Linked DNA regions of Mus musculus: region 1 is linked to region 2. A link is a contact called in public Hi-C data. All regions are on one chromosome and are shown on one strand. Each heading gives the region's core, a stretch centred on a gene start, on an enhancer-like site or on the middle of the called end of the contact. The rest is flanking DNA. Distances are from core to core; before and after follow the strand shown.

The links. A called contact is a pair of places that touch in the nucleus more often than the background predicts.
Region 1: a contact with region 2 is called in a Hi-C map of liver, with 2.2 times the contacts expected there. The contact joins two enhancer-like sites. A contact is called at or near these places in 1 of 39 promoter capture datasets (fetal liver), 1 of 484 Hi-C or Micro-C datasets (liver) and 1 of 9 other capture datasets (embryonic stem cells).

Annotation. Positions count from the first base shown.
Region 1 is chr16:38,285,454-38,289,436 of GRCm38.p6, forward strand. The region is part of intron 1 of Nr1i2 (nuclear receptor subfamily 1, group I, member 2); the gene reads right to left. Among named protein-coding and RNA genes, the nearest start is that of Nr1i2, 7.4 kb to the right of the region's middle. Within about 2 kb of position 2,133, at least 16 of the 459 cell types and tissues checked have an H3K27ac peak or open chromatin away from gene starts, as enhancers often do. A contact at or near this core is called in liver, where this site is marked.
Region 2 is chr16:38,056,839-38,061,071 of GRCm38.p6, forward strand. Gm46549 (a long non-coding RNA gene) reads right to left here. Exons shown (of 4, transcript XR_001781896.1): 2 at 1,698-1,935. Among named protein-coding and RNA genes, the nearest start is that of Gm46549, 23 kb to the right of the region's middle. Within about 2 kb of position 1,648, at least 3 of the 459 cell types and tissues checked have an H3K27ac peak or open chromatin away from gene starts, as enhancers often do. A contact at or near this core is called in liver, where this site is marked.

The sequences.
Region 1 (3,983 bases), core at 883-3,382, 230 kb after region 2:
TTAGCATCACCAGGAACACTAATGATCCCTTCGGAGAACTGACCAACAAAAGGATGAAGTACTAGCTAACCCCTAAAAGGAAGTCAGTCCTACAATCCTACAATGGGCTATCATGTGTTATAGTACCATGTACTGTAAGGTGCTACCGTGTGCTATAGTACCGTGTGCTGTAAGGTGCTACCGTGTGCTATAGTACCATGTACTGTAAGGTGCTACCGTGTGCTATAGTACCGTGTGCTGTAAGGTGCTACCGTGTGCTATAGTACCGTGTACTGTAAGGTGCTACCATGTGCTATAGTACTGCGTGCTGTAAGGTGCTACCGTGTGCTATAGTACCGTGTACTGTAAGATACTACTGCTTTGAGGACAGTATGCTAAACCAAAGGCACCAACTGCCAAACAAACCATGTGTGGTTTTTCTTTAAGTGAGACGAACACATAGCCAGACTCAATGAAACAGCAAGCATTTAAATAGCTGCAGGGGAAAGGAATGGGAGGCGCTTCATGGACACACAGATCTGATGTCACAGGATGACGAATCTGGAGAGGGATTGCACAACAACGTCAATACGCTTCCCATTACTGAACCACACTAAATTGTTAAGGGCAGATTCAGGGAGAAGGGCAGTCATTGCCCTCAGTTTGTGTACCCCCGATGACCCTACCAGGTTCCAGTGCGTAGTTCCAATCTCATGGCCAAATAGACAGCCCTGGTTAAACTAAATGGGCCACAAAGCCAAACCTGAAAGATATGTCTCTGGGAAAGGGGCCGACAGGGATGGGGGGGCGTTCCTGGGGAGGGAAGGAAATAAAAGACAGGTTAGGACGGGGAATAAAATATGTTATATGCATATATGAAATGTGAACAAACAAAACTGAGGGTGTGGCTCTGTGTAGAGGTTTGCCTACCATGAGTGACACCCTGAGTTCAAATGTAGCATTGTTAAAAACCCAGAAATTATTATAATAAAAATGTATGAGTATGTTTAACCTTATTTAAATGTAAAAAAAAAAAGGAGAAGGTGGAGGAGAGGGAGAGGAGGAGGAGGAGAAGGAGAAGGAGAGGAAAAAAAAAAAACCCTTTACAAGGAAAATCTATATATTGATCTGGTTTAAGTATCCTGCCTTGTGCACAGATGGAATCGTCCAGAACAGGGAAGCCAGAGAAGCAGCCTGGAGGAGCGAGGAGCTGGAGTTCAGTGCAGAGCATGTGGGATCTACAGGCAGCCAAGGTCATCCAGCCGTTTGTATCTGAGAGGCATGGATTTTGAACTGTGTCAGAAAGCCGTGTGTGGTTGGAGCCTGGACCTTAAGATGTCCCACCTTCCTTGTTACATTGTATCCCACTGTTTACAGTAATCTAGAACTGGGCTGAACTCCAGGGACTGCTGTGCTAGCTTTAGTGAACAGCCAGTCAGTCACCTGGGAGCTTCTCAGCTGGCTCAGGTCTGGGCTCTGGGCTCTGGGCTCTGGGCTCTGGGCTCTGGGCTCTGGGCTCTGGGCTCTGGGCTCTGACAGGCTCCTTGTGGCACTGATGCTGCAGGTGTACCTGCCATTCTGGGAGAAAAGGACAGACCTTGGAAATCTGACTAACAATGGTACACAAAAGGATGTTATGGAGATGGCTGCTCTGATAGCACATCTTTCAATAGTTGCGAGAAATGCACTTTGTAACTGTTTTTTAAAACCAATATACAAAGAAATATACAAAGCCCATGAAGAGGCTGTGCAAGTGCACCGGTCTCCCAGTGAGTAGTGACTAAAAATGTCCAGTCCAGATCACTGAGACTATATGAAGGAGACTACAAAACTTGAAAAGGAGATAACAGTCTAAATGAAGGCAGAGGAGAACCGACAAAGGAACTGTGATGGTACGACAGAAACTAACGGAGACAGCAGGTTATATGCATGCCTGTATAAATGACGAAACCGCAGAGTGTAAATAAAACAAAAACCAGGGGAAAATTGTATTTGATGACCAAAGTGGGGAAGTTGAACTTACTTAGAGAACTACCAACTTTGTCTAACAAGAGGAGAAGCTTGGTAAATGTATTGGCTAACATTTACACAGGCTTTTGCTGTTTACAAAATGATTTCAAAATCATGACTTCACGTAGAGATGTCTGTGGCATGGGCAGGGCAGGGTTTATCCCCAGATGGACAGAACAAGGAATGAGGCACACTGAGGGGCTCCGAGGTGTGCCTGGGTTAGTGAAGGCGCCCAGAGGCTGGACTTCTCCCCTGACCCCACTTATGTGATAATCTGTACTTTAAATGGATAGTCACAAATTTCACGGAAGAAGATTTGTTTTGAAATGGTTTAAGTATTATAAACAAAGCACTCCTCCCCCTTAGCCCTGGTATGGAGGTGACCTCCAAAGGTCACTTAGATAGCAAACCCCAAGTCATGCATCCTAACAGAACTGAGCTGCTATCAATGAAAGCTGGCCTTTGTGCTTCCTGGCCTCAGTCAACAGATGGGAGAGGTCAGATGGCTTGTGACTGCCTGGATCTGGGTGAAAGCTGGCATGGCTGTCAGTACAAGTACACCCTGTACCCCTGCCCAGTATCTAACAGGTAACCGCGGTCTCTGACCTAGTGCCTATCTCTACGGGCATGCATGCTGCCACAACACCCATGGATTCACACTTCAACCCCTCAGAGAGACTGAGAGTTAGTTTGTGCTCCCATGGGAGCTTCAATTTGCTTCTTTGCCTCATGTTTCAGAGGGAAACTATTCTCTGCGTGTTCTGGGAGTGCCGGAGGTGTGTGGGGTGGGTGGGTGAACAGGTTCTAGGGAACAGGGTATTTTTCCCAGCCTCCTCCAAACAGACCACATGGGAGGTCCCATATGCAAAAGAGGCCTCACTGACACCCCAGGTCCAGAACCAACATCTGGAGTGGCTCTGAGACTGAGTACTGGTCATGGCAGCCCCGTCACTCCTGCTAATGTCATCCTTTCTCTATTTCTGTACCCATCCACCTTGGAATAAGCCACCTAACTGAGAAAGTCCATTCACTGCGAAGATGAAAACCCTTCAACTATTTCTCCCAGAGGCACCGAAGACTGTTGAGCTGGAAGCAGTTACAAGGGAGGAAATGCTGCCCTTTCCTGCTGATTACAGCTCGTTCGGGGAATCACAGAAACCAAAGGTCTTCTCCTTGCTACTCCCTTCTACCTCCTGCACAGACAGACAGACAGACAGACAGACAGATGCACACATGAGCGCACACACACACACACACACACATGGGAGGGGGAGGGAGGGAGGAAGGGGAGGAGAGGGGGAGTGAGACTCTAAGAGAGTCTAAAAAGCTTTGCTAAAACTCAACACCCACTCAGGATTTTTAAATTCTTGGTTAATCAGACAAGGACTTCATGAGCTCCATGCATGGCATTTTCTAGAAATCTCTATACACAGACAAGCTTCTCATTAAAGTGAAAATCCAGGTTTTATAACTAGTACCACACAGAAAGGGTTATTTCCTCCAGACCTGGAGCCTGGGATGGTACAGGGACATTGGAAGCAGAAGGGTTAAGGAGGCGTGGTAGATGAGGTCATGGCCTTCAGCATGAACCAGGATGCCCTCGGGGTCATTGCCTGCCTCGGTTTGATGCCACAGAGGCCAGCACAACAGCTCAGGGCCTCTTCTGGTGTGGCTCCAGGTGAGGTAAGAAGAAATAGCTGCGTTGAGAATTCCTGACAAACCCACAATCACACTGGCTTGAGTTCCAGTTTATGCCACGTGTGTTCCATGACTGACTCCCAAGCTAACGGTGGATCCCCTCAGTGCTGAAATCCTCTAGAGGAAAGCCGAGTCAGCCCCATGGTCAAAAAATTCCACAGAGGGGGCCAGGAAACAGGAATTTACAGCATGACATTAACCTTAGGAACAAGGCAAGAATGTTGCATTTCTAGGTGCAGCACTCCTTAGAATTCTAGCATCCAGGGCTGGGGGAGATGGCTCAGTGGTCAAGAGCA
Region 2 (4,233 bases), core at 398-2,897:
TGTAAGTATCTCTGATAGCTCCAATGGTCTTAGGTGAGGCCTGTGAAAGTGAGGTTCGACCCCTAAACTTGAGAAGCACTGCTTTAGAACATCAGTTAAGAGCAGTAAGTAGGATGCTATTGGCTTGGAACTCACTACCTAGTCCAAGACAGCCTTGACTTTGTGGTGGCCCACCTGCTTCAACCTCCAAAGTTCTGAGATTCTAGGCATGAGTCATTACCCTTGGCTGAGCCAATGTTTTCTTAGCTCCGTTTTCTTCTTTCCTCTGAGCTATGTTCTAAGTCAATCTAATCTTGAGGGGAGTTTTACACTGCAGAAGTCTGTTTGAGAAAATTTACTTGAGTGCGTCTTCATACCTGGCACAGTTCTTGTGTTATTGTTCTTAGCCCCACACAAGAACATACCTGCCCTTTGGCCACATGACACCCAGGGGCCAGACAGGTGTTAGTATTTCTCAGATCGGACCAGCCTTGGAGCAGCAACATGACTGTCACCTGAGAATTTGTTGCAAATCACATTTTGGGGTCCTACTTGTGAAATCCCCGATCTAAAAAGGTAAGGAAGGGACCCAGAAATCTGTGTTAGTTGGCAAGCCCTCCAGGAGATTACGGTACCTACTAAAGCTCAACGGAGCTGGAATAATAGATAAATAAGAAGCCAACTATCCTTTAATGGCCAAAGGCATCTTCAGAGAAGGAGTAATGAAAAGTCCAGAAGAAAATGGCAGGTGTGTGTGTGTGTGTGTGTGTGTGTGTGTATACTTCTTTAAGAACCAAAAAGAGATCATCTGTAACCAGAGACAGACATAGTGGCAAGACTCTGGGGTAGCTTCCTGAAATTTTAGGGTTTTTTTTTCTTCCTCTAGAGTCTTTATTTCTGTCTCCCTTGTCCACATATTTTAGCTGAATACAGTATTTTTTTTTCTATGCTTGAAGTCTAAGCAGTTTGGAGACAGGGTCTCCTGTGTCTTTGGTAGCTCAGGTTATCCTTGAACTTCTGATCCTCCCACCTCCACCTCCCCAGTGCTAATATTACAACCACGCATCATTTCACCCAGTTTGTGTGGTACTGGGCATTGAGCCCAGAACCTTATGCCACCACCAGCCCTTAAAAAAAAAAAAAGGAGTGGCAGGATGGCTGAGTGGTAAAGGTATTTGCTGCCAAGCCTGACAACCCTGAGTTTCATCCTTGGAACATACATGGTGGAAGAGAACCTGATTGACTCCTACAAGTCCTCTGATCTCTATGCAGAGTACACGGAGTCAATAAATAATGTAATCATTAAAATGTATTGAGACACAGCCTCACTGTGTAACCTTGGCTATTTTTAAACCCAGGAAGATCTCCTTGCTTTTGCATTCAGAGTACTGACATTATGGACTATCACCAATGACCAAGTTATTGATTTGTTTGTCTATCTATCTATTTTAATTTAATTTTATTTTTTATTTTTTGAGAGACAGGGAGGCTTCCCTGTGTAGCCTTGTTAGTCCTGGAATTAAAGAATTGTGCCACTACTACCTGGCTTACAAATGACCAATTAAAAAAAAAAAAGGTTTTAATTGGGATCAATAAGATGATTCAGCAGATAAATGTGCTTGCCACAGAGCCTGAAGGTCTAAGTCCACGTTGGATGTGAGAATCTAGAAATCTATCCCTTTAAAAGTCTTAGGCTTCTGCAGCCCTTTAAAACTCACCACATAGCTCCAGGAATGTTCGGACTTGAAGCCCCAAGTACGAATAACTCTGGCCTGGGAGTCGGGAGATGTCAGTCAGTTTTCCTCTGTCCTGTGTGATAGGCGATCGAAGCCAATTGTTGAGTTTCTCCCATGTAGCAGGCACTGGCCAGATGTTTTCACACTGCCTTCTTTCCACCAGACAGTAATGACATGAGGGTGCTGTGGTGGTCTTTAGCTCTGCTTCTAAATGAGGAAGCTAAGGAACAGAGGTCAAGTGGCTAACCTGGTGTCATACTCGTAGGAAATCACAGCTCCAGGATCGAATCCAAGCCCTGACTCTAAGCTTAGGCTGCCACAGTGCTTCTTTAAACAAGTCTTCCCCCCCCCCTCCCCCCGGCCCCCAGGACCCTCAATTTATTTGCCTGTGAAAAGAAAGAAATGAGCTACATGAACCTTGAACTCACTTCAATATTGGCATCCTACCAGCCTTTGAGTGGTAGAGGCTGGGGCAGGAGGTTAAAGGTTCCCAGAGACTTGACTCCTCAAAGCATTAGGAGATGATGAAGAAAAGAGCCAGAAATTCACTAGACCTATGGTGATTCCAGCAGAATCTAAAAAGTGTTAAAAGTCGAGATCAGTCTTATCAAATTCTTCCTGGATGTAAGATAAGATGCTTTAGACAAATGATTGGTCATCTAACAACAGGAACTCTAAAATGGAAGCAGGGGGGAAATTAAAAGAAAATACATGTAGCCCCATGTAGGTTTGCTAAATCTACCCATGAAATGAAGTTTCATTTTATATACACTGTGGGACCTGTTGAATATAGGGTACACTTGTAAGACCTATGAAATGCCCAATTTTGGAGTCAGTTAATAATAAAAGTGAAAGAGCAACTAACCCCTCGTTACACTTAGAATGCATGGATCACATGTATTTGAAACATTTGCATGGACTCCACATTCAAAATGGGCTGTGTGCGCAACTTTGACGTCATCGGTACAGCTCGTTCTTTCACCTAACTGCTTCTAACATGGCTCTAATGATTTTCTCCAAGACTATTACTCTTTCTTTACTGATGATCTCAGTAGCAATGCCAGCATTTTTGTTCTCCAGCTACTTTCTGCTGTGTTTGATATGACCGATGCACTTTCTCTCTATATCACACCCAGCTTTGGCATATCTGACATTAATCTCACTAGGCTTTCTTTATGGCCCTGAGTAGTATCCTTTTCTCTTTGTAGGAGACTTCTGTAGACAGTCATTGCGTGACCACTGTGAAAGTTTTTGGTTTTGGTGTTTTTTTTTTTTTTTTTTTTTTTTTTTTTGCCTTACCCTTGTCTTTCCCCACCCCCACTCCCCAATCTTTCTGATATTCAATATTCTCATCCCCTGGGGAAGTTTCAAGTATCACTGTTGGTGACTCACAGATCCGTTTCAGCTTTGTGTTCCAGAGCCTAAGTACTAAAATATAATTGCTTGCTGGATACCCTCAGGTCTACGGATTCAGCAAGTCTCAAGCCAAATGCTTCTCTGTCACTTTGACGTCTGCTCCTTCTCCTGAATGTCCTACCTTGGTAACAAGACTGTCATCCTTTTGGACACCAGGCTAGACCTTGCTGTGCCTGACTTTCTAGACAGTAAATGTAGCTATGAGTGAGAAAGAGCTATACACTTACTTCAAGTATAGTGTGGAATGGAGAAGCCAAGAGTATTCATCTCTTGTGGCCTGGAGGGAGAGGTACCCATTGGGAAAGGACACCATCAGAGGCGTTATCAGTAAATCCCAAATCCCACTGATAATGCCTCAGGTATACTCTTCTGCTCATCTCCTCCTTTCTGACAACCTTCCTGTACAGTATTTGGGACCTTGTATTTTGTTCAAGATTATTGTCAATAGCCTACTAAACTGAAGGTCAAGACAATAGAACACAAGAGGTGGAAGGTAAGAGTGGACAGGAGGATGGCTAGCTGTCCATTAGAGAAACAGGAGGCAGTGATGGGTAGTGGACATGAACGGTTAGTGTAATCTGGGGCTGCTCTAAAACCAAGTATGAGCAAGGTGAAAGGGCATCCCTGCCCAACTAGTGGGTGCTGCAAAGTGAGATGATGTTCTAGACACAACACACAAAAGCAAAGACACCCCAGATGGAGTTTATTTGATAGAGCAATCAAGTGAATGAAGAAGTATTTACTCACCAGGGCTCAATAGTCATCAGGGAGATAAAAAGAAAAATATACCTGACAAGTTATCAATAGGGCTTGTGATTTACTGATAACATAGCTGCGGGTATCTTTTCCCAACAAGTGCCTATCCCTCCAGACCACAGATCTTAGGAGCATTCCTGGCTTCTTCACAAAGATTGCTATCTTGGTGAAGACACAAAATGGGTAGGAAAGTGGTCTGCACATCTCTATAGGATGATCGTGTTGAGATCACCTGAGATCTTCGTCAATGTCAGTTACCTGGAGAAGGAATGCATGAATCTCAACAAATACCCATCATCTGCCTACTTATCTCTAAACACTGGGGATCCACGTGAAGTCAGAGCCC